5 separate regions of the Sus scrofa genome follow, and all the other regions are linked to region 1. A link is a contact called in public Hi-C data. All regions are on one chromosome and are shown on one strand. Each heading gives the region's core, a stretch centred on a gene start, on an enhancer-like site or on the middle of the called end of the contact. The rest is flanking DNA. Distances are from core to core; before and after follow the strand shown.

Region 1 (4,024 bases), core at 776-3,275:
AAGGTTAAGTTCTAGATGAGAGCTCCCTGAGGCTGTGATAACCTCTCAGGGATTATTCCTTTCTCCCTGGGGATTGCTCTTTTCTATTCACCTAAAGAGTACTTCTGAGTTACCCAAGAAATAAAAGATTTGCTTTCTCACACACTTTGGTGGTAAGCTCCAAAAGCTCCTTACTTGACAACATGTTCCAAGATCTGAAGGCCAAAATGTCTGACGATGGCAATTTGTGTTTTTTCAGCCAAACGCAAGCCACAGGGGACACAGATAGGGCACTTTTCTTTAAACTCCTCACAAAACTGAAAAGAAGAAAAATCAGTGTTTCCCTTAGAAGCCAAAGTGAGGGGGACTAAAAAAAACCTTCATCTTAAAACTCCAATCTGTGCTATATTTTTAAGTTGCAAAATCTACGTCAATATTATATGAATAAAGAACTGATAAACACTCCTTTGATAGTTCGATTTCCCATGCCATGGCCAACTAATGTTGGGGGGAAAAATGACCTAAATGAGTAAAAAATTATTTTAGACACATTCCCTTGAAGTACATAGGGGTGAAATGAAAACAATTTCTAGGATTCACTTTTAAAATCCTTTGGTGAGGGAAGGGATAAAACAAATGTGGTACAATCTTCACAACTGCTAAGTTTAGGTGAGGTATATAAATGATTATTGTCCTATGCTACTTTTGTGTAGAAAAACAAACCTAATAGAACCCAAATGTTTCTGATTCCAAATCCTGTGGCACACATCTATATATCGTAGTTTCCCTCTAATGAGGCTGACTCTATGAAGTTACAATAGAACCCAAATGTTTCTGATTCCAAATCCTGTGGCATACATCTATATATCGTAGTTTCCTTCTAATAAGGCTGACTCTATGAAGTTACATCTCTTAAAATACACAGAGCACAATTATTTTCTCCTAGTGGAGAAAACCCACATACATTGTTTGATGGGAGAATAAGCTCGAATTGTATTAGCATTACCAAATTATACAAGAGTCAGTCCCCATAGCAGAGCACGCGGCAGTCAAGCAAACTACTTTTAGGAAACCAAAGGGCCCTTGCTAAAATGCAAAGTAAGTGGTGGAAGTTCATCTTTGCCCAAAATAGCCCAAGAGTATCACACAATAAGAGACCTGGTGGGGGGTGGTGGTGTGAGAACTAGCCCAGAAATACCCAAGACACAGAAGAGGGTTAGGGAGAAGTCTAAGGATGTAAGTAAAGAGTCACAAGAAGGGCTTGAGTTCGGTTAGAGTGGGTCGGGAGACTGAGTCAGCAGAGAAATGTTTAGTTCAGGGGAGACCATAAAGAATGTAGCTGGGGTTGGCGACCGGTTGGACACGTGCGCTACGAGAAGACGAGGGGATTTTGGGGATGTGGGTTTGGGAAAATAAAGTGAGTGCAGTCGGCTGCGGAGGGGGTCGTGGCGCGGCCAAGAGTGAAAAGAAGTGGGGAGAGGGGGAGGAGAAAGCAGTGGGAAGTGGTGGCGAGAAGAGGCGGTCACAGGCAGCTATGGATCAGAGAGTGTCCCGAGAGAAGGGCAGGCGCGGCAAGTAGAGAAGGCGGGGAGTGGGAAGAGGCGCGGAGAGCGGCGAGGGGAAGGCCCCCCGGGGTGGGGGGGACGGAGGTCCAAGGGCCGCGTGGGCGGGAGGCGGCCGGAGTTATTGGCTGCGCCAGGACGGCTGGAGCTGGGGGAGGGTCTCGGGGCAGGCCCAGGGCGCCAGACCCCAACTACCTTCAGGGCTTCTAGCCTGTAGCGCTGAGTCGAGCTGGGGTCCATCATGACCGTCACCGCTTTCACCAGCTCCTCGCACAGCGCGTTCACTTGATCCATCGCCATGGTTAGTGCCACGCGCCGCGAGCACGCACCACGGCCGTCCCGGGAGCACGAGGCAAGGACCGCTCCCTGGGCGGGCTCACAAGCTGGTACCGGGCCGCGGCGGGCTGGGGTGGGGGGGCGGTGGGGAGCTGGAGGAGGAGCGTGAGCAGCAGAAGATCCAGCCGGGAAGAAGCCGGCGCTGCGCACGCGCCCAACCCACCACTGCGCATGCGCCCGCGGAAGTGGCGGCTCCCTTGTGACGGTTGCAACTCGGTGGGCGGAGCGGAAGACGTAAGGACCGCGGTGCGCAGGCGCGTCAACGGCCCTCGGCGGCGCGCGCGCTGTCTGATCGCTGACGGGAGGGGCTGTGGGCAGATCGCGCTGGCTCAGGCTGAACACGCCCGGCAGTGCGGACTGTTGCCCCAGGCGAGGATCGTCTGCAGCCCTTGGTCCTTTCCTTGGTCTTTACCGGCAATAACTCTCTCGAAAACGACTGATCCGCTGCCGGAAAGAGGACCGATATTCAAGACCCCTTCATCTTCCTTCCAGTGGACATCGAGCCCAGCATCGGCCGCATCCGCGGGTGGCGGTTTTGCCAGGTGTCACATTGGTAAGAGAATTTAGAACCGTTCGATTTCTGTTTTTAGCCTTTTCGTGTTGTCTTGGCTATTGGTTGTATAATGTAGCAGTGACTGGTGACAGCATGCGGCCGAAATTTCATGAAATAGAAATACTTGCTCATTGAGAAAAGGCCTTGGTATTTATTGCCTCTTAAGAGGATTTTTATGGGGGGAAAAAAAAGGTAGCTCTTGAACCTTCCTCTTCACCTGTTCTTATTTTCCTCGGATGTATCGTCTGATCGGCATCAAACTTGTTTTGTGCAAATTGGGATAAATTGAGATTTTTAAAGATGAATACTTGCAAATACTGAAGGTTTGTACACTTTTGATAATTCGAAGTGCCAAGATTTCAAAGTAGTGTAATCCTTATTCCCAAAGGAGGGTTTTGGCAGAAAGTGCGTTTCACTTTTTATCTTTACACAACTCTTACTTTTTCAAGCAAAATACGTAAACTGAAAATTAAAACAGTTAAAATCTGAATATCCGTTTTGGTGTTTCTGCGTTTAGGAAATGTTTGCTGGGCTTAAGTCACTGCTCCTAATTCGTACTCCACTGCTAGTATTTGTATCTAATATGGTACTATCTGGGGGGGGGCGGTGAGTGTGTGAAACAATGAAGTACTATTTTTAGTCTGGCGTTATCTGTTCCAGTACTACAAAAAAAGCGCTTCCAGATAAAGTGATTGCTGGCATGGTTTTAGCTTATATAAACACTTATATAACAAGTGTTATATAAACACTTATAAGTGTTTAAAGTATCACATTCTGCCTGTCTTAGGTGGGTGGAATTTGTGAGGAATTAATAATGCCTTGACAACTCTGATTTTTTTAATTCGTCATTTTTCTAGCTTTGTTGTTGCATAACACTGTTTTCAAGGTGAATGTTAATTTTTGAAACTTTTTAAACAAGAATACAGTTGAGTGCTTACTCAACTGTATAACCTGTGTTTTTCATATTTAAATAATGAATTACTGGTGTTTCTATAAGTATCTCATTTGTTTTAGGTCAGTGGTTCCTAATCGACTGTATATTGGAGAGAACTTTCAAAAATCAGGAGGCCCAGGGAGTTCCCATTGTGGCACAGTGGTTAACAAACCTGACTAGTATCCATGAAGACGTGGGATCGATCCCTGGCCCTGCTTTTGGGTTAAGGATCTGGCATTGCTGTGAGCTATGGTGTAGGTCACAGATGTGGCTAGGATCCCATGTTGCTGTGGCTGTAGCATAGGCTGGCAGCTACAGCTCTGATTCGACCCCTAGCCTGGGAGCCTTCATGTGCCCAGGGTGCTGCCATAAAAAGACAAAAGACACACACACAAAATTTAAGATGCCCAAGTCACACACACACACAATTAAATTAGATATCTGATGGTAGAAGTCAGAAATCAATAGTATGTAAAAGGTTCCTAGATAATTCCAATCTGTAGCAAAGTTTGGAAGCCATTGCATTGTTTTATATTTTTTCTTCCAGATTTCTAATAATGTTAAATGCAATATTAGTCTGTATCCATAAGTTTTGTTCTTTCGATCTAGCATCCATACCTTTATGTATGTCTCTCTATGAATAGTATGTAGTATTGTTTT
Region 2 (4,024 bases), core at 956-3,455, 720 kb before region 1:
CTGTGGCTCAGGTCACTGCTGTGGTGAGGCTTCAGTCCCTGGCCCTAGAACTTCTGCATGCATGGGCACAGCCAAAATTTTGTTTTTGTTTTATTACTAACTGATTTCAATTTGCTGTTACCTGGTGAATCTGAGATTCTCCTTACTGCTATTCCAGTATCTTGTGACCAGCCCCCTCCCCACATATTTTAAATTAGATTTGAAAACTGGCATTGTCAAAGTAGGTCTTCCCTCGTTAAAGGGTGGTCCCCTCTGCCTGTACTACACCACTGAACTTGGTTTATATTGAAACAGCAAGAACTTCTTGTTCCCATGATCCTTTGGGAGACTTGAAAAGAGGGTAAATTGTGACGTCAACTAGGCCTGGGCTCCCCCAGCAGCTCTTACTAGACTGATGACCTTAGGCAAATTACTGAAACATTGGGAGATTTCATCTGCAAAAAAAATCTGGATAATTAAACATTATTCTATGGGTTAGCATGAAGGTTCATGCAAGGATAGAATATTAGAGTATCTCGAATAATGCCCGGTAGCACCTAGTAGGCCCTCAGTAAATGTCGGTGCTCTTATATTTAGACACTTGTGGAAAAAATTCACAATGCCCTATACTCTTCAGGAGTGTATAAATTCGGCTTTGTTGGGTGATCTTTTAAAGTCAGGTTTGTGGAGTTCCTGTTGTGGAGCAGTGGAAATGAATCCAACTAGTAACCATGAGGTTGCAGGTTCAATCCCTGGCCTCGCTTAGTGGGTTAAGGATCCAGGCGTTGTGAGCTGTGGTGTAGGTCAAAGATGCAGCTTGGACCCTGCATTGCTGTGGTGTTGGCTGGCAGCTGTAGCTCCAACTCAACCCCTAGCCTGGGAACCCCCATATGTGGAGGGTACAGCCCTAAAAAGCAAAAAATAAGGTCAGATTTGTTTTTCTTAAGGGTTTTGGCCTACTTAGGAGAAAAGCTTTCTGAAATCTATTAATATTTCATTGGAGCTGTGGAGCAACAGCTGTAAAACTTGCTTGGTGGGCCCTAATTGTGATGAATAATCCATGGAATCTATTGAAATGTAATTCTTTGAAACGTGTATTATAATTAAAACTCCAGCCAATCCAAAGGCACTTTGAAACATGTTTAAAAATTTCCCAAGCCAATTAGAAAACTGCTTGGTCCAACTGTCAAGTGTAGAGAAATATGCTAATGTATGCAAAGACTACTGTTCCAGGAAGGCCTTGGCTGAATGTGACCGACACTACACACGTTCTGAGCAAACACCTCGATGATACTATGTGATACTAAATCACTGACTGTATTATTAAGGCGTCTAAATACAAAGCACAAGTGGTTAATGACAGAGTGGCAGTAACTGGAACAAGATATGGTTTGTTTTTTTAAAAGATCTTTTATCTTGAATATGACAACATTGTATGCCAACCTTGACATATTTATTTTGTGCAATAAAATAGCACAGTTACAGTATTCTTATAAAAGCAACAAGGGGTGATACCATTATGCTTTTTAATGCTAAGGGGATATTATGTTAGAAACTAAACAATTTCACTTAGGAGTTCCTGTCTTGGCTCAGTGGTTAACGAATCTGACTAGCATCCATGAGAATATGAGAATACAGGTTCGATCCCTGGCCTTGCTCAGTGGGTTAAGGATCCGGCGTTGCCATGAGCTGTGGTGTAGGTCACAGACACCGATCGGTTCCTGCATTGCTATGGCTGTGGCAGAGGCTGGCAGCTATAATTCCGATTGACCCCTAGCCTGGGAACCTCCTTATGCCCCAGCTGCGGTTCTAAAAACAACAACAACAACAACAACAACAAAAAAAAACAGAGAGAGAGAGAACAGTTTCACTTAAATAATTTAAATCTAGGGATAATTTTATTTTAAACCCATCAACTATCTGGGGTAGTCTTTCTGTTTATCAGTAGAACTTCATTGCTATATGTAATACAAACTAAATTTTTTTTTTTTGGATTTTTTTTTTTGGTCTTTTTTTGTCTTTTTAGGGCCACACCCATGGCATATGGAGGTTCCCAGGCCAGGGGTACAATTGGAGCTACAGCTGCTAGCTTATGCCAGAGCCACAGCAACACCAGATCCTAGCTGAGTCTTCGACCTACACCACAGCTCATGGCAACGCCAGATCCTTAACCCACTCACTGAGCGAGGCCAGGGATTGAACCTGCAACCTCGTGGTTCCTAGTCGGATTCGTTTCTGCTGCGCCATGAGGGGAACTCCAGTAGTACAAAATAATTTAAAATTTTAGGATATTTCTAGGGATTACATAAGTATTTTTAAAAATCCGAATCACATTTTTGTACAATTGATCTTTTACCTTGATGGTTACTTAAATTAAAAGACAACAAAACCCCCACCATATTTTTGTGGGCATTTATGGAAAAAAGTAAATGTAATTAACCTAGACCACAAAGGCACCCACCCAAAATCCACATTGTCATAATTCACATTTATTTATATGCTGTGGGTGCTGGATGGTTAAATGGAGACATCTCAACAATTTGAGATTTGAGATTAAAAACGGGTGGTAATTATACTTGACTAAATAGTGTTAAAAGTTTGGGTAGCTTGCTCTTTTTTAAACTTGTTCTATTTCACTGGATTTTTGGGTAGCTCTCTTTTTAAGACTGGGGATCACATCATGAAGATTCCACAAATGTGGGATAAAAGTATCTACATAAAAAGAAAGCAGTTGGAATTGCACGTTTTGAGAGTGACTTAGCTCCTCACCTTCATCTTGGCCACTACAGTTGGTTTTTTGGTTTTTTTTTTCCTACCTTTCAATGTTGACATACAGGTTTACAGATAAGGTTTCACAGCATTCTGGAATGGAAAGAGGGTGTTGCAAAAGAAATCTTAGTAGAATTAAAAGTTAGAATGAAATCAGTTATTTGCCAAATAACTAAAAGTGATGTTTTCGGGTTTTTTATTTAAGCATATGCAAAAAAGTATTTACTGGGACTTGTTCTAATTAGAGTTATAAAGAAATACTGTGTTTTTTGTTTTTAAATTCCCCTCCTGCCTCTCCTCCCCCCAGCTAAAACTGGATTGTGTGTGTGTGTGTGTGTGTGCGCGCAGAGCGCCTGCGGAGAATAGCACGCATCTTGTAGATCTTAAAAAAAAAAAAAAAAAAGCCAAAAAACCCTGTTTCTTGAATAAACCACTACATTTCTTGAAGTTAAAAAGAATCCCAAAGGAAACAGGAATTAACAGCTCTGGAGCTTGGGTTTTCTTAAAAAAAAATTTTTTTTTTAATTAAAAAAATCCTAATCTCCACGTTTTTTGCTAGGCGAGAACCGAAGTTTGGAGGTAGACGAGCAGGCGAGCGGTTTGCCCGGGCGCAGAGCATGAAGGCCGGGCGGGCGCGGGGAGCGGGCGCCCGCCGCCCGGCGCGGGGGTGAGCGAGAGAGAGAGCGGAGCGCGTGTGGCCGGCGCCGCTCGGCCGGGAGCTCCCGCGCCCGCGCCCCGCGCCCCGCGCCCGCCGCCGCCGCCGCCGCCGCCGCCCCTGGTGCGATGGCGCAGAAACCCCGTTGACAAGGCACTGCTTTTTCATGACGGTGAGTTTCCCTTTGAGTGTATTATAATTTTGTGATAAAAATTTCAAGGAGAAAAAAAAAAAACACACACAACCTCCTTCCTCTGCCTCTTTCCTTCGGGGAGGGGAAAAGCGAGGGAGGGGGGGCTGGAGATCTATCTCCAGACAGACAGAAAAGAAAGAGGAGCAAATTAAACACCGAGTTGCCAAAACCAGGATATTAGGTTTCAGCCCAGAGAGCTATTGGCTAAGGCTGTGTTTTTTTTTTGGGGGGGGTGGGTTTGTGGGTGGGTGATGGTGGTGGTGGGTGGATGTTTAATGGACACGGAGAAAAGGGGAATCGAGTGTTTATGTCTTTCCCAGCGATGCCCGGGCCCCGGGAAGACCAAGTTCAGTGTCTCGGGCGGGGCGCGGGCGGGCAGGGGGCGGCGGGGCCGGGCTGGGGGCGCTTCGGCGGGGTGGGGGCCCGGC
Region 3 (4,024 bases), core at 541-3,040, 670 kb after region 1:
TTACCCCTTCAGGCGGCAGGGGACAGTGAGCTGTGAATGCTCTATGTGAACCAGAGAGCAGGTGTTTGATTAGCTAGGCCCCTTCTGCCCAGAGGGAGGGAGGGTGTGTTGGGGGACGATGCTCCCCGTTTCCATCTTGGAACAGAGCATCCTGGGGCGTTCCTAGCAGCAGCACTCAGGCCCCTTCCCACATTCCTTGAGTTCTCCCAGCCACCGGCTTCTTCTAGACCAGAAGAGCAGTGGAAGAGTAAGGAGAGATGAAATCATGAAATCGGGGTAGGGGTGGCACGGGTGATGAAGTCAGGAGTGTGGGGCAAGGAAAAGGAACGCGAGGGTCCTTTGTTCTTTGGAGTTCAACAGCTGGACAAAGAAGTGCTACAAGACTGCACACCAGGGCTGCCGAGGGAGGTCTGCGGGTCGGAGGTATCCCTCTCCCAAGCATTCCAGGGGCGGACAAAGTGGGCCACGAAGGGAGTTGAGGGAGTTGCTGGGCATCCACAAGGTCACGGCGCAGGGAGCGGTCATTCTCTCCCGGAGGGGCTGTGGGGCGGGTGAGCTCCAGAGATGAGGCCTTGGAAAGGCGAGGACAGCGTACCCGCCCCGAAGGCAAGCAAAAGCGGCAGGGCCAGGCGAGGCAGCTGGGCCGGCGCTTGGCTTGGGGGCTCCGGCGCCGCAGCAGCTGAAGGGGAACAACCTGGTTCTGCCCGCCAGGAGCGAGCAGCCCTTTGGCCAGCATGAAGGCGCTGGTGTCTTCATGCCACCTCCTAGAACCCCCGCCACCCAGCGGGGGTCCCTGGAGATCCTCCCCTCCCCAGACCTAGACAGTTGCAGGAGGGGAAAGAATTTTTGTAAAAAGAAAAGGAAACCAGATTGTATGTGCATGCCCCTGCGTGCGACACGCGTGGGCGGCTGCAGAGGCTGGGGAGGGTTTCTCAGGTAGCGACGCCACCCTCAGTCTCGGCTCCGAAGGCGGTTCTCGCAGAGCCGCCCCAATAACCCGTGTGCTGTGTGACTGACGGGGGAGAAAGGGGGGATCATCCCTGTTCCACCCCACCCTGGACGCAATGCTGAGCGAGCTGGGTCTGGCGGGTGGCGAAGAGGGTGCCGGGTGTAGTTGCCCGCCAGCAACATAGGATCGAAGTTGCCCACCTCTCCCGGAGATTCAAGCATAACGTTGGAGAGGCGGAGCCGCCGCAGAGGCACAGCCCAGTCCGCAGAAAAAGGGGTGGAGCCCCAAGGGAAGAGGGCGGGGCGGGGCGGGACAGGACCGTAGAGGCGGATCTGGAAACTGCTGGAAGATCGCAGCACCGCCACTGTCGCTCCTTCCGCCGCTTGCAGACAAAGAGTGCCCTCCACACCCGAGCCGGCGACCTTCTAGCAGCGGAAGCCACGCCCCGCAGCGAGACGCTGGCACTGCCCATTGTCCCCTGGGAGTGCCAGGGTTCGCGGGCTGCCCAAAGTTCGGCTTCAAATTCCCCAGTGTCCCCGGAAAGGACCCTTTCCCCTTATTGGGCAGTAGGAATGTGTAAGGAAGATTGTAGCAGGGAGGGAGCATAGGTGGGAGTAGTTGGTCCCCTTTCAGGTGTTCCTCTGGGATTCTTTGGTGTGGAGGCACCTGCTCTACAGGTTTTTACTGAGGTCAGCGGGGATTCTGTTCCCTAGAGCCACGGCATTTGTCCTATGAGTATACCCAACATCTAGCTCTGGTGGTGTCCTGTCTTCAGGACGCGGAGATGGGACTAAGAAAAAGTCTACACATGCGCGCCCTTGCTCTTCACCGCCCCCTCCCCTATTTTGGACCATGACGTAAAGGTGGGCGGGCAGCGGCAGGTGCGGGGCTGACAGACAGCCTCCTTTAAGGCGGAGGGATCTGGGGGCGGGCAGCGAAGGTGTGCTTCGCCTTATATAAAGCGACTGGGGTCTCACAGCCGTTCTCTTGAGTCACCCCCCGCGCAGCCTTGTTCTGGCGTGAGAGCCGGAGGCAGTCCTTCCCCGCTCAGCTTTGTGGTGTTTGTGATCCTTATCCTTTAAGGTAAGGTTGCACTCTTAAGGCATTTCTGGTTAAATTTCAGGTTGCTTTCGTCCATTCTGTCCTTTCTGAGACCCAAGTTTTTGTCGTGCTGGGGCGGTTTGCTGGACAACGCTCCCAATTTTTTTAGAGGGTGGGTGGAAGGGAGCTCTCGAGTTTAGCTTTTCCTTCCATGCTTGGTGTCGGGCCTTCTAGGCGGCTGTTAGGCCTGGGCGAGTGGGGCTGGGGGACTGGGCGGCTACACGTGGTAGCCGCGCCGGCCCGGGACGCTGCCATGTTTGCCCCTCTACTTCCGGACGCGACTACGGGGCGCCAGAGGGTGGGCAAGGTTGGTGGGTGTGCGGGCCCGGTGTGACTCAGCACAGCATGGTTCTGGGTAGGTTTTGCCATCTCTTTTATAGAAGGGAGTTTTTCTAGTCCTTAGTGTGAGGGTTTGCGGCAAAGGATGCTTTGGAGCTCCAGTGGCCCATCGTGCTTCCTGCTTCGAGCTCATTCCTGCAGTCAGGGTGGAGGGGTAGCGGAGGAGGCAGGCTTGAGAATTTATGGGAGCATTTCTTCGTCGTCCTCTTTTCTCCCCGTTGGCTGGAATTGTTCTGGAAGGTTCTGGAACTCGGCGCCCCGCCCTGGTGCCCGGATGCTGAGGCGAAGGGAGGCTGCGCGGTGGCGCCCCCTCCTCGCGTGGTCCTGGCCGACGCATGTCCGGCATCGACGAGCGTCGGCCCCGCGGACTACGCCACCATCTTAGTTGTATTTGGTTTGGTCCTGTACCTCAGTCACGTGTGCTACAGGGACAGAGTGGAGCCTTTTGCTTTATCGGTTCTTTGTCTTAATGGCATCCCAAGTGGGTATCCCACGATTCTCTCGCGTTAGCCTCCCTTACCACGTGAGGTAGCAATTTCACATCTTCCTGGAGGTGAAGGGAGAGCAGTTTCAAATGATAGCCCCTTTAAGGTAAAACTGGTCTGTTTGGGGGGGGGGCTCCCTCCCCTCCACCAGAAATGGTAGAACCGTAGTTACTAATTTGTACATTTGAATATGTATGTAGGTCTTCTGCTTATTCACATTTAAGAAACCGGGGTTGGGCGAGGTACTCTGCATGCCTAAGAGATTACCAGGTGATGAGAGGCTGCTGATCCGTGGATGGATCGCCTAACATCCTAACAAAATGCTTAAGAGACCTTAAGGCATTTTGGGGGCTGTATTAGCAGCCCCCCCCCCCCCCGCCCCTCTTATTCTCAGACTGAGGGCGCAGCCTGAAGTCTTTAAAGGAAAGGTCTTGCATCTCAGTACTCGGTTCAGAACAACTTGAACTGAACCTCTTAGTGTCTTTATTGTAATTGGGGTGAACTTGAGTCCAAAGTTCTTCATCTCTCTTATTTTAGATGCCTGAGGAAGTGCACCATGGCGAGGAGGAAGTGGAGACTTTTGCCTTCCAGGCAGAAATCGCCCAGCTCATGTCTCTCATCATCAATACCTTTTATTCCAACAAGGAGATTTTTCTTCGGGAGTTGATCAGTAATGCTTCTGATGTGAGTTCCCTGAGCGTCTTCATTGGCATTTGTTTGTTTCTCGAGTACTTCAAAGAAGGAGAGGGGTGATTGGGCATTTTGTGGGTTTTATTTTTGAAGGGAATATAAACTTCAATTCTAAAAAGGTTTTGCCTTGCTTTATGTGGATAGATGGCGTACTCTAACTGGATGTACGTCTCAAGCTTCAAATGAAAGGGGTTATCAGAAATGAGGTTATCTGGGAGTAGGAAAAAACTTTTTCTATTGGATGAGGTGGAAGCAGAATTGTAAAACTGCAATTTGTATTTTCAGGCCTTGGACAAGATTCGCTATGAGAGCCTGACAGACCCTTCCAAATTGGACAGTGGTAAAGAGCTGAAAATTGACATCATCCCCAACCCCCAGGAGCGCACCCTGACTCTGGTAGACACAGGCATTGGCATGACCAAAGCTGATCTCATAAATAATTTGGGAACCATTGCCAAGT
Region 4 (4,024 bases), core at 464-2,963, 570 kb after region 1:
TTCTGTCTCTTTTTTGGGGGGAGGGGTGCACCCGAGGTATATGGAGGTAACCAGGCTAGAGGTGGAGTTCAAGCTTCAGCTGCCAGCCTACACCACAGCCACAGCAACACAGGATCCAAGCCTCATCTGAGACCTACACCACAGCTCACCACAATGCCCAATCCCTTAACGAGGGAGGCCAGGGATCAATATTGCGTCCTCATTGATACCAGTCAGATTCGTTTCTACTGAGCCACAACAGGAACTCTTCACTTTTTTTCTTTTTTTTTTTTTTTTGTCTTTTTGCCATTTCTTGGGCCGCTCCCGCGGCATATAGAGGTTCCCAGGCTAGGGGTCCAATCAGAGCTGTAGCCACCAGCCTACGCCAGAGTCACAGCAATGCGGGATCCGAGCCACGTCTGCAACCTACACCACAGCTCACGGCAATGCTGGATCCTTAACCCACTGAGCAAGGGCAGGGATCGAACCCGCAACCTCATGGTTCCTAGTCGGATTCGTTAACCACTGCGCCACGACAGGAACTCCATTTCTTAAATGATAGCCACGATCCACCAAATGGACTTCCAATCAACCAACGGGATGCAGTTTGAATGAGGATTCAGTTTGAACTGCATCAAAACCTTACAGTTATATCCCACAAGCTACTAATGAACTCTTTTAAAAAAAAAACAGCAGACAGCAAAGACACTGACCAACCACAAGAACCAGACACACCAGGTAGGCAGTGCCCTTCCTCGGTCCAGCAGCCCAGACTGAAGCATCTCCCAACCTTCCCACTTTTCCCCAGCAGCCTAAGTCGCTCTTTTGTGAAACCCTTTATCAATTCAGTCCATTCAATCTCTTAGGGTGGCAAAGTTCAATTACTGCCCATCGTGTAAAGCACTATTTCTCTTCTGTCCCAGACTGTCTCTCTTCAAGCCTGAAGGGATAAGACCCTTCCAGGAACCCAAAATTGAACGAACAAGTTGGTACTCCGTGTGACTTTGTGATCTGTCCTGTGGGTAACATACAGGAGTATGCACACGCGCAGACACACCCACACCCACATCTCTCTCATCTTCCCAGTCTTAATCCCTGGCAGATGCAGCCTCTGGTGAAATGAGAAACCTGGGAACCCCCTGGGGCCGGGGGAGCCACTCATCGGCATGACAGTGAAAGCGGTGGACTCATTCTCCACAGTACAGAAGTGCCAGCAAACGAGTCACAAAGTCATCTCAGGGCCCGGGTTGGAAAAGGAAAGGGAGAAGTAGACAAACCCGAGGAGCTGCGCCAGAGTGACCGACCGAGGCCACCTCGCGTGGCCGGCCAGCACCCCGCCCCTTCCTCGGGAAAGTAGGTAAGCGGGGGCGCGGGGTCGCAGAGGCCACGGGAGCCCGGGCGACCTTGGGGAGTGGGAGGGCGGAGGGTCTGGGTTAGAGGCCTCCCTCCCCGTCGGGACCCTCCCACTGCCCCTCTGCCCCCAAAGGGCCCAAGATCCTCCCCTTCCTCACCCACCCAGGGGAGTCCGCCTCCCCTACTGCGGGGAGCAGAGAGAGAGGGGAAGCAGCAGAGTTAGGAGCGTGACGTCCCCTACCCGCCCCCCACTCCATACCGCCTTCGCCGCCCTGGAATATCCCGCTGCAGGCCCCACTGGCCCAGGGCCGCCTTCCCCCCCACGCGGCCTGTAGTCCTGCGCCTGCGCATCGGACCCAGCTGGGCGGGCGGCGATCTGAGAGTGCGCGCGCGCCTTGCGTGAGCTGGCGTGGGGGGTGGGACCTTCGTGGCCACGCCCCTCCTCCTCCCCCTCCCTCCTCCCGCTCCCCCTCCCCCAGACACAGCCGCGGCCGCCGCAGGAGCCCGGAGCTCGAGCCGCCCAGCGACTCCCCCTCCCCCTCCCCCAGCCCCGCCCCGCCCCAACCCGGGGCTCGGAGCTGGAGCCGAGTCTGCGCCTGGGGGTGAGTACGCGACCCTTCCCCGGCCCCCTCTCTTTTCTTTGAGGATCCCACCACCATCCAAAGAAAAACCCCGGACTCGGCTGCGCGTCCCCTCCCTTCAGCCTCCTGCGGGACCCAGAGGTGCCCGGGCCCGCGGGACCCAGTGGTGCCGGGCGCTGCCCCCAACCCCGCACCATCCTGAAGCAATAATATGAGTCCTCCACCCCCTACAGGGGGTCCAGAGGTACACCGCCTTGTGTCCCCACCCCTTGAGAGATCCGAGGGGTGGGACCCCTCTCCCCTGGCCCCCTAGCTCCTCTCTTCTCCCACCTGCCCGGTCCAGGTGCGCGTCCCCTCCGCGCCCCTCCGGGGTTCCAGCTGCGCCCCATCAGCCCGCCGCCGCTGTGGGGAATCTGCCGCCCCCGCCCCCGAGTTTTGGATTCCACTGTCGCCAAGTCCAATGCCCTCGGTGTCTTTTATCTTTTCTCCTGCTCCAGGGGCCGAGTACCCCCGAGGTCGGCCCGGGGTAGGGGTTTGGGCTCCGGCAAAGGCAGGGTTCGCGAGTGCTGGCATGAGGCCGGCCGCTGCCCCAGCCCGACTAGGGACTGGTTGGAGGACTGGGGAGGCGACTGGCCCCGGGAGCGTGTCCTCTCCTTGCGCCCCGCACAGTGCAGTTCATTCATGAGCTGCCCGGGCCTGCCTTGGAGGGTGCGGTGGGGAAAAGATTCGGACGCGGAACCGGAGTGGGGCAAAGGCCCTGTTGGGGGGAGGGGGTGTGCTTTGTCCCTCCTGGCCTTCTTGACTACCTAGAGAGGACAGTTCCAAAGCTTTGGCGCCTTGTTCCCCAGAAGAGAAGGACGCTTGGGAAGTGGCGATGAGAGGTCAGAGGGGCCGGCTGCCCTTGAGGCTCTGTGCTGCCACCTGCCTAGGTCCTCTGGGTGGAGGTCTGGCCACTCAGCGCTCCACTTCCCAGGAGGCGGGTGGGGGGCGTTCGGCCAGCCGGAGGGTCAGGACTCCTGTACCTAGGACCACTCTGGAGCCTCTCCCTGGGTCTGCAGCAGCCCGGGATGAGTGAGGCTATGCCCAGCCCCTCCTGAGGAGGGGTTCCCAGTCCTGCCTCCCAGGAACATGTGAGGAGGGGAGTGGCAGTGTCTGACAGGCTTCCATCGTGGGGGGTGGGTGCTAGCATCATGTCCCTCCTCCAGGGTACCAGAGGGTCTAGGCCCTGGCATGCCCCAGGTGGCACATGCTGGGGCCTGCTATTGGCTCACCCAACTGGGTCTTGGCCTATGGGTGGGTGCGTAGGGACGTGGCCAGGCAGAGGGCAGGTTGTGAGTAGCTAAGAACCCCCTTTTGGACATCCTACAAGTTCCCTCCAATTTTAACAGTCCTGGAGACCTGGGTTCAAATTCCAGCTCTGCCATTCTTTAGCTGTGTGACCTTGACGAGTTACTTAACCTGTCTGTTTCAATTAAAAAGTATGTTTACTACCACCTCCTTACAAGATTAATCAAACTAGATAGTACAGGTAGAGAGCCTGGCACCCTGCCTGGTAGTTGATCGATAACGAGTTCTCTTCTCTGAACTTCTGACCCATCCTGGCATGGCATTGCCCTCCCATGCCCCCACCTTCCAGCCTGCTACAGATGGATCCGTTTGTTTGAAGAGTTTGGAAACATTCCCTGCCATTCAGTGGCAGAGCCCCAAAAGCAGTATAAGCCCTTAAATCTAGACAAGAAGCCCATCCAGACTGAGGAGTTCTAGCATATTAAATTCTATGTATTCTTTTATTTTGATTTTTACTAGTTCTTCTCCCCTAAACCAACCCTTTATTCCACACTTTATTGATAACAGTAGCTAAATTTTTTTAGAATCCATTTGTGCCTTGAACTGTATTAAGAGCTTTACATAAGTCATCTTGTTTAATCCTCAGAACAACCACAGGACTGAATTATCATTCCCACTTACAGATGAAGGAAGCAAGGCCCAGGGTGGTGAAGTAGACAGAAGTAGACAGAAGCCAGATCGGTCTCATCCTAGAGCCTGTGCTTTTAGCCACCAGGCTTGGTTGCCTGTCCCTTGCACCTGCCTCAGAACCTGAAATCACAAAC
Region 5 (4,024 bases), core at 885-3,384, 550 kb before region 1:
AAAGAGGGTTCTTGCACTGATAGTATAGAATATGAGGCTCAATCTGGCATTGCTGCAGCTGTGGCACAGGCCACAACAGGTTCGATCTGTGGTCAGGAAACTTCCATGTGTTGCAGGTGTGGCAAAAAAAAAAAAAAAAAAAAAAAAATGAGGCTCCCACAATAGAGTGTAACCAGTGTGTTCCCTGCTCACCCAGCTCTTGCAGGAAATCCAGCCTTTCCCAGGGCTTCTTCTCCAGTAATCACCCCCAAGAATCTCTGGGAGCTTTCATGTGAATCCAGATGCCCCCTGGGCAGCATAGGACAGTTTTTGAATTAACGGCCCTACTTTAGTCTTCCTCTCCTCATGGCGGCAGTTGGGAACGATGTCCTAATGCCCCCCCCAATGCACACACACATGATATCACTGACACTCCCAGCTTCCCCGAGCCTCAGTGCCCTCGTAGCTGCTGGTCCATGAAAACCCTCCCGTTATCTTCCACTGCTGATCTCTCATCAGCTTGTAAGGAGATTCTCCGGCCCTTTTTTTGGGTTCTTCAAGGAGAGAGAGGGCACTTCTTCTTGGGATGAATCTGTCCACCATCCCCACAGGGCCTGCTCCTTCCCTAACACAGACAGAGGAAGGGCTAGGCTGTGGGGAAGGGGCATGTCCACCCAAACCCCAGACTTTCTCCAACCACTGTGCCTTCCCGGCTCTTAGCCCAGATGCTGAGCCCAGGGCTCCTGCCAAACTAATTTGTGCCTCAATTAATATCTTCTCAGAGTCCTGTTTGTTTATTCTGGAAGCAGGTGTCCCTTACCTTCAGGGCTCCTCCCCAAGTTGCCCCCATTCCCCTAATCCTGGCCTGCCCCAGACTCAGCAGGAATGCCCACTATGGATGGCTTAACATTATTTCCCAGGAGGGTTCCTGGCCAGACTCTGAGCCTTCCTAAGTCTTAGGAAGCCTAGAGAGGATGGAGGACCTCAGGAGGGTGTCCTGATCCTCTGCGTCCTGATCTATTGTGGAATTCTACACATCACAGCTCCTACCTATCCAGAGGGCCTTATCACCCACACAACTGTTTTGAGCAAGAAGCTAAAATCAGGAAACAACAAGTCAATGGGCTGAGTACCAGTCCTTTCAAGTCTTTATAAAATAGCATAAATATCCAACCTCCAGGAAGGAAACTTGAAGTGCTGGGGAACAGGGGCTTATGGACAAAAATGGAATTTGCAGACAACCTGCAAGAGAAGCAGATTTGGGCTGTTATAGAACACTGAGCAGGGGCAGCCAGAAGCAGCCCCAAAGACCCAGAGTCCTGCTCTTGATGGCACAGGAGAAGGGGGTTTCATTGAGCAATTGCGGTACCAGGCGTCCTGGTGCAGGGGAGGTGGAAGGGAAATACAACTGTTCATTAGTCCTTCTGGGAGCTCAGAATCCAAAGAAATAAATAATAGGGCAGAAAATCAGGAGAGGTTATACACTAAAAAGAAAATCAATGCATAAACTTTTTACAATCTGCTCCATAAGCTTTAATTCTATTAACCTGTTCAAGCTTCCCAGAGAACAAAGCTCGAACAGCAGCTAGGAGGATCACTGTGTCATAACACAGACAAAAGCTGAGGCTCTGAGTGACTTGTTCTAGTTCTCCCTGGGACAAATCTAGAGTTACTGGGCACTAAGAAAGCTGCTTGAAGACTGGGGACTGAATCGTCCTGGTCTCATCCACAGCATCTACTAGAGTGACTGGCAATTACCATCACCACTACCACTACCACAGCAAAATTAAAAAGCAGGTGCTCAGTAAGGGCTGGCTGCATTATAACCGTGGTGGGGCGGGGAGTGACGCGCAAGGAGGCGGAGAAGGCAGTGAAGACACCTTCCAGGACCAGAGCCTTCTTCCCTCTCCCGCAGCCCTAGTCCTCCTGTCCCTCCCAGAGCCTCTGTTAAGGGGTGGGAAAAGATGTTGCCATAGGTCACTGAGGACACTATCCGCTATTTCATTGGCGGAGGTCGAAAAAAGATCGTCCTCCCATTCGCTAGAAGACAAACCCCAAAAAGTCCATTGGCTGCGTAGACCGCAGGCCCCGGTCGGCTCTGGGGGCCGGCCGAGACGGCCAGAGGAGGGAGCTGCCTGGGGGGGCGGGGAGGGGGGTGCTCGCCGTTTTCCTGGTTACGCCGAGGCACGTGTGCAGTCCCGGAAGCGGCTCCGGGAAGCTGCCCAGCGCGCGCAGCGGGAGGAGGTGCAGCCCGGTCCGCTCAGGTCGGGTCCGGCTGGGCCATGGAACCATTACCTGAGCCCACGTCCCGGCCTCGGCTCCGGCCTCGGCCCCGCTGTCTTCTGCTTCTTCCCCTGCTACTGTTGCTGCTGCTGCTACTGCCCGCCCCGGAGCTGGGCCCGAGGGAGGCCCGAGCAGAGGAGACAGACTGGGTTCGACTGCCAAGCAAATGCGAAGGTGAGGGGGCGGGGCCCGCGGGGAGTATCCAGCTGGGGGGGCGGGGCTTGCGGAGAAGGTCCTGGGCTCTGGAGCGAGTCTCCAGTGCAAGAACCTGATGTGTGTCTGGCACTGTGCTGAGCTCTGGGGACAGAGAGGCGGGCGAGAGATCAGATCTTGGTGCACCTGGAGCTCAGAAATCGGTGAAAACAAGCAGTTATAATCGGGTTAGTAAATGCCCTGATGGAGGAGGCACAGGACTTTGGCGGCTGGGTGAGGAGCAGCTAATCTAGACTAGAAATGGGGGGAAAGGCTTCGTCAGGAAGCCCCGAATGATTAGGAGTTAGCCGGGTGAGAAGTGAAGAGAGGGTCCCACTCAGGAAACCACAGATGCAGGGTCTTGCAAGCAAAGGACAAGTTTGAGGAACTGAAAAGATCCGTATGACTAGTCTTGGGGAGGAAAGAGCTTGAGACGCCCCCTCTGTGCCCTCATCGCAAGCTTTGTGTCATTGGCCGTCTCCCCGACTTGCTGTCAGCTCCTGCCGGGGCAGGGACCTCTCTCAGATACCTGTTCACACAGTGCCTGGTAGGCATCCAATAAATGTATTTGGAATAAGTATGAATAAACAGGGGTGGGGGTACTGTGGGTGTAGGTGCAGGAAGGAGGAGGGTCTGAAGCCTGGGGGAACTTAGGGAGGAAGATTTTAGGAATATGGAAAAAGTATGACTCCCAAAGACAGAGGGGTGAAGGTGTGGCACTTGAGAGAGACAGCAAAGAGCGTCAGCACACAATCCAGGACTGTGAAGGGTCTACCTTCCCCCCACCCCTCCATTTCTCAGTTTACTCCTCAGACCTTTACAGATACTCCTTCCATCTCCCTCCACCAACTCCAGCCCCCGCACCCCTGAACGTCGGCTGTAAATGTTTTGCATCTTAATTCAAAGCCTGCAGCCAGCCAGATGTTCCCTAAGCACTCGAATGGGGGTGGTTTGAAAGGCATAATGCTTTCATTGGAGAGATGAAAGGTGAGATGCTTCAGAGATGAGCTGAGCTCACTGGTAGTCTTCCCAGTGTGGGTTCTAGCCTGTACTTTCTCCCTCACTCCCTTAAATAGACAGTCAGAGGGTTATGGTGCCTTCCTTTCACTCTTCCTGTAGCTATAACCAGTGTCTTTGGGGATTTCACTTCCCCTTCTTATTTTCTATCTTATACTGATAGCACAGAGCTCTTACTGCTTCTCATTTTCATACATAGCAGAGGAAGCTCACATTTCTTTTCCTTAGGAGACTCATAGAAGCATAGAGTTGGCAAAGATCTTTTTTTTTTTTTTTTTTGTCATTTTTAGGGCTGCACCTGCGGCATATGGAAGTTGCCAGGCTAGGGGTCCAATCAGAGCTGATGCCACCCAACTACGCCACAGCCACAGCAACGCCAGAGCCAAGCCTCATCTGCCACCTATACCACAGCTCATGGCAATGCCAGATCCCTAACCCACTGAGAGGGGCCAAGGATTGAACCCATATCCTCATGGATACTAGTCGGGTTCATTAACTGCTGAGTCACGAGGGAAACTCCGTCAAAGATCTTTAGATCATTGTAGTCTGAGCT

What was found. Hi-C and Micro-C count contacts between places; a contact is called where the count stands out from the background.
Region 2: a Hi-C map of liver shows a contact between it and region 1, with 4 times the contacts expected there. The contact joins the promoter of BICRAL here to the promoter of XPO5 in region 1. A contact is called at or near these places in 1 of 5 promoter capture datasets (liver) and 1 of 47 Hi-C or Micro-C datasets (liver).
Region 3: a Hi-C map of liver shows a contact between it and region 1, with 4 times the contacts expected there. The contact joins the promoter of HSP90AB1 here to the promoter of XPO5 in region 1. A contact is called at or near these places in 1 of 5 promoter capture datasets (fetal liver), 2 of 47 Hi-C or Micro-C datasets (liver and skeletal muscle) and 1 of 2 datasets of contacts at active chromatin or transcription factors (skeletal muscle).
Region 4: a contact with region 1 is called in a Hi-C map of liver, with 6 times the contacts expected there. The contact joins the promoter of MRPL14 here to the promoter of XPO5 in region 1. A contact is called at or near these places in 3 of 5 promoter capture datasets (fetal skeletal muscle, liver and skeletal muscle), 3 of 47 Hi-C or Micro-C datasets (heart right ventricle, liver and skeletal muscle) and 1 of 2 datasets of contacts at active chromatin or transcription factors (alveolar macrophages).
Region 5: a contact with region 1 is called in a Hi-C map of liver, with 11 times the contacts expected there. The contact joins the promoter of CNPY3 here to the promoter of XPO5 in region 1. A contact is called at or near these places in 2 of 47 Hi-C or Micro-C datasets (liver and skeletal muscle).

What each region holds. Positions count from the first base shown.
Region 1 is chr7:38,567,533-38,571,556 of Sscrofa11.1, forward strand. XPO5 (exportin-5) reads right to left here and starts at 2,026. Exons shown (of 32, transcript XM_005666037.3): 1 at 1,737-2,026; 2 at 175-296. The coding sequence starts at 1,841. It overlaps POLH (DNA polymerase eta), which reads left to right and starts at 1,679. Exons shown (of 11, transcript XM_003356630.4): 1 at 1,679-2,430.
Region 2 is chr7:37,849,948-37,853,971 of Sscrofa11.1, forward strand. It overlaps BICRAL (GLTSCR1-like protein), which reads left to right and starts at 2,206. Exons shown (of 13, transcript XM_021098729.1): 1 at 2,206-3,575.
Region 3 is chr7:39,241,984-39,246,007 of Sscrofa11.1, forward strand. HSP90AB1 (heat shock protein 90 alpha family class B member 1) reads left to right here and starts at 1,791. Exons shown (of 12, transcript NM_001244433.1): 1 at 1,791-2,032; 2 at 3,412-3,558; 3 at 3,850-4,024. The coding sequence starts at 3,412.
Region 4 is chr7:39,136,623-39,140,646 of Sscrofa11.1, forward strand. MRPL14 (39S ribosomal protein L14, mitochondrial) reads right to left here and starts at 1,714. Exons shown (of 3, transcript XM_001929561.5): 1 at 1,592-1,714. It overlaps TMEM63B (CSC1-like protein 2), which reads left to right and starts at 1,062. Exons shown (of 24, transcript XM_005666056.3): 1 at 1,062-1,336.
Region 5 is chr7:38,012,660-38,016,683 of Sscrofa11.1, forward strand. It overlaps CNPY3 (canopy FGF signaling regulator 3), which reads left to right and starts at 2,135. Exons shown (of 6, transcript NM_001110428.1): 1 at 2,135-2,436. The coding sequence starts at 2,262.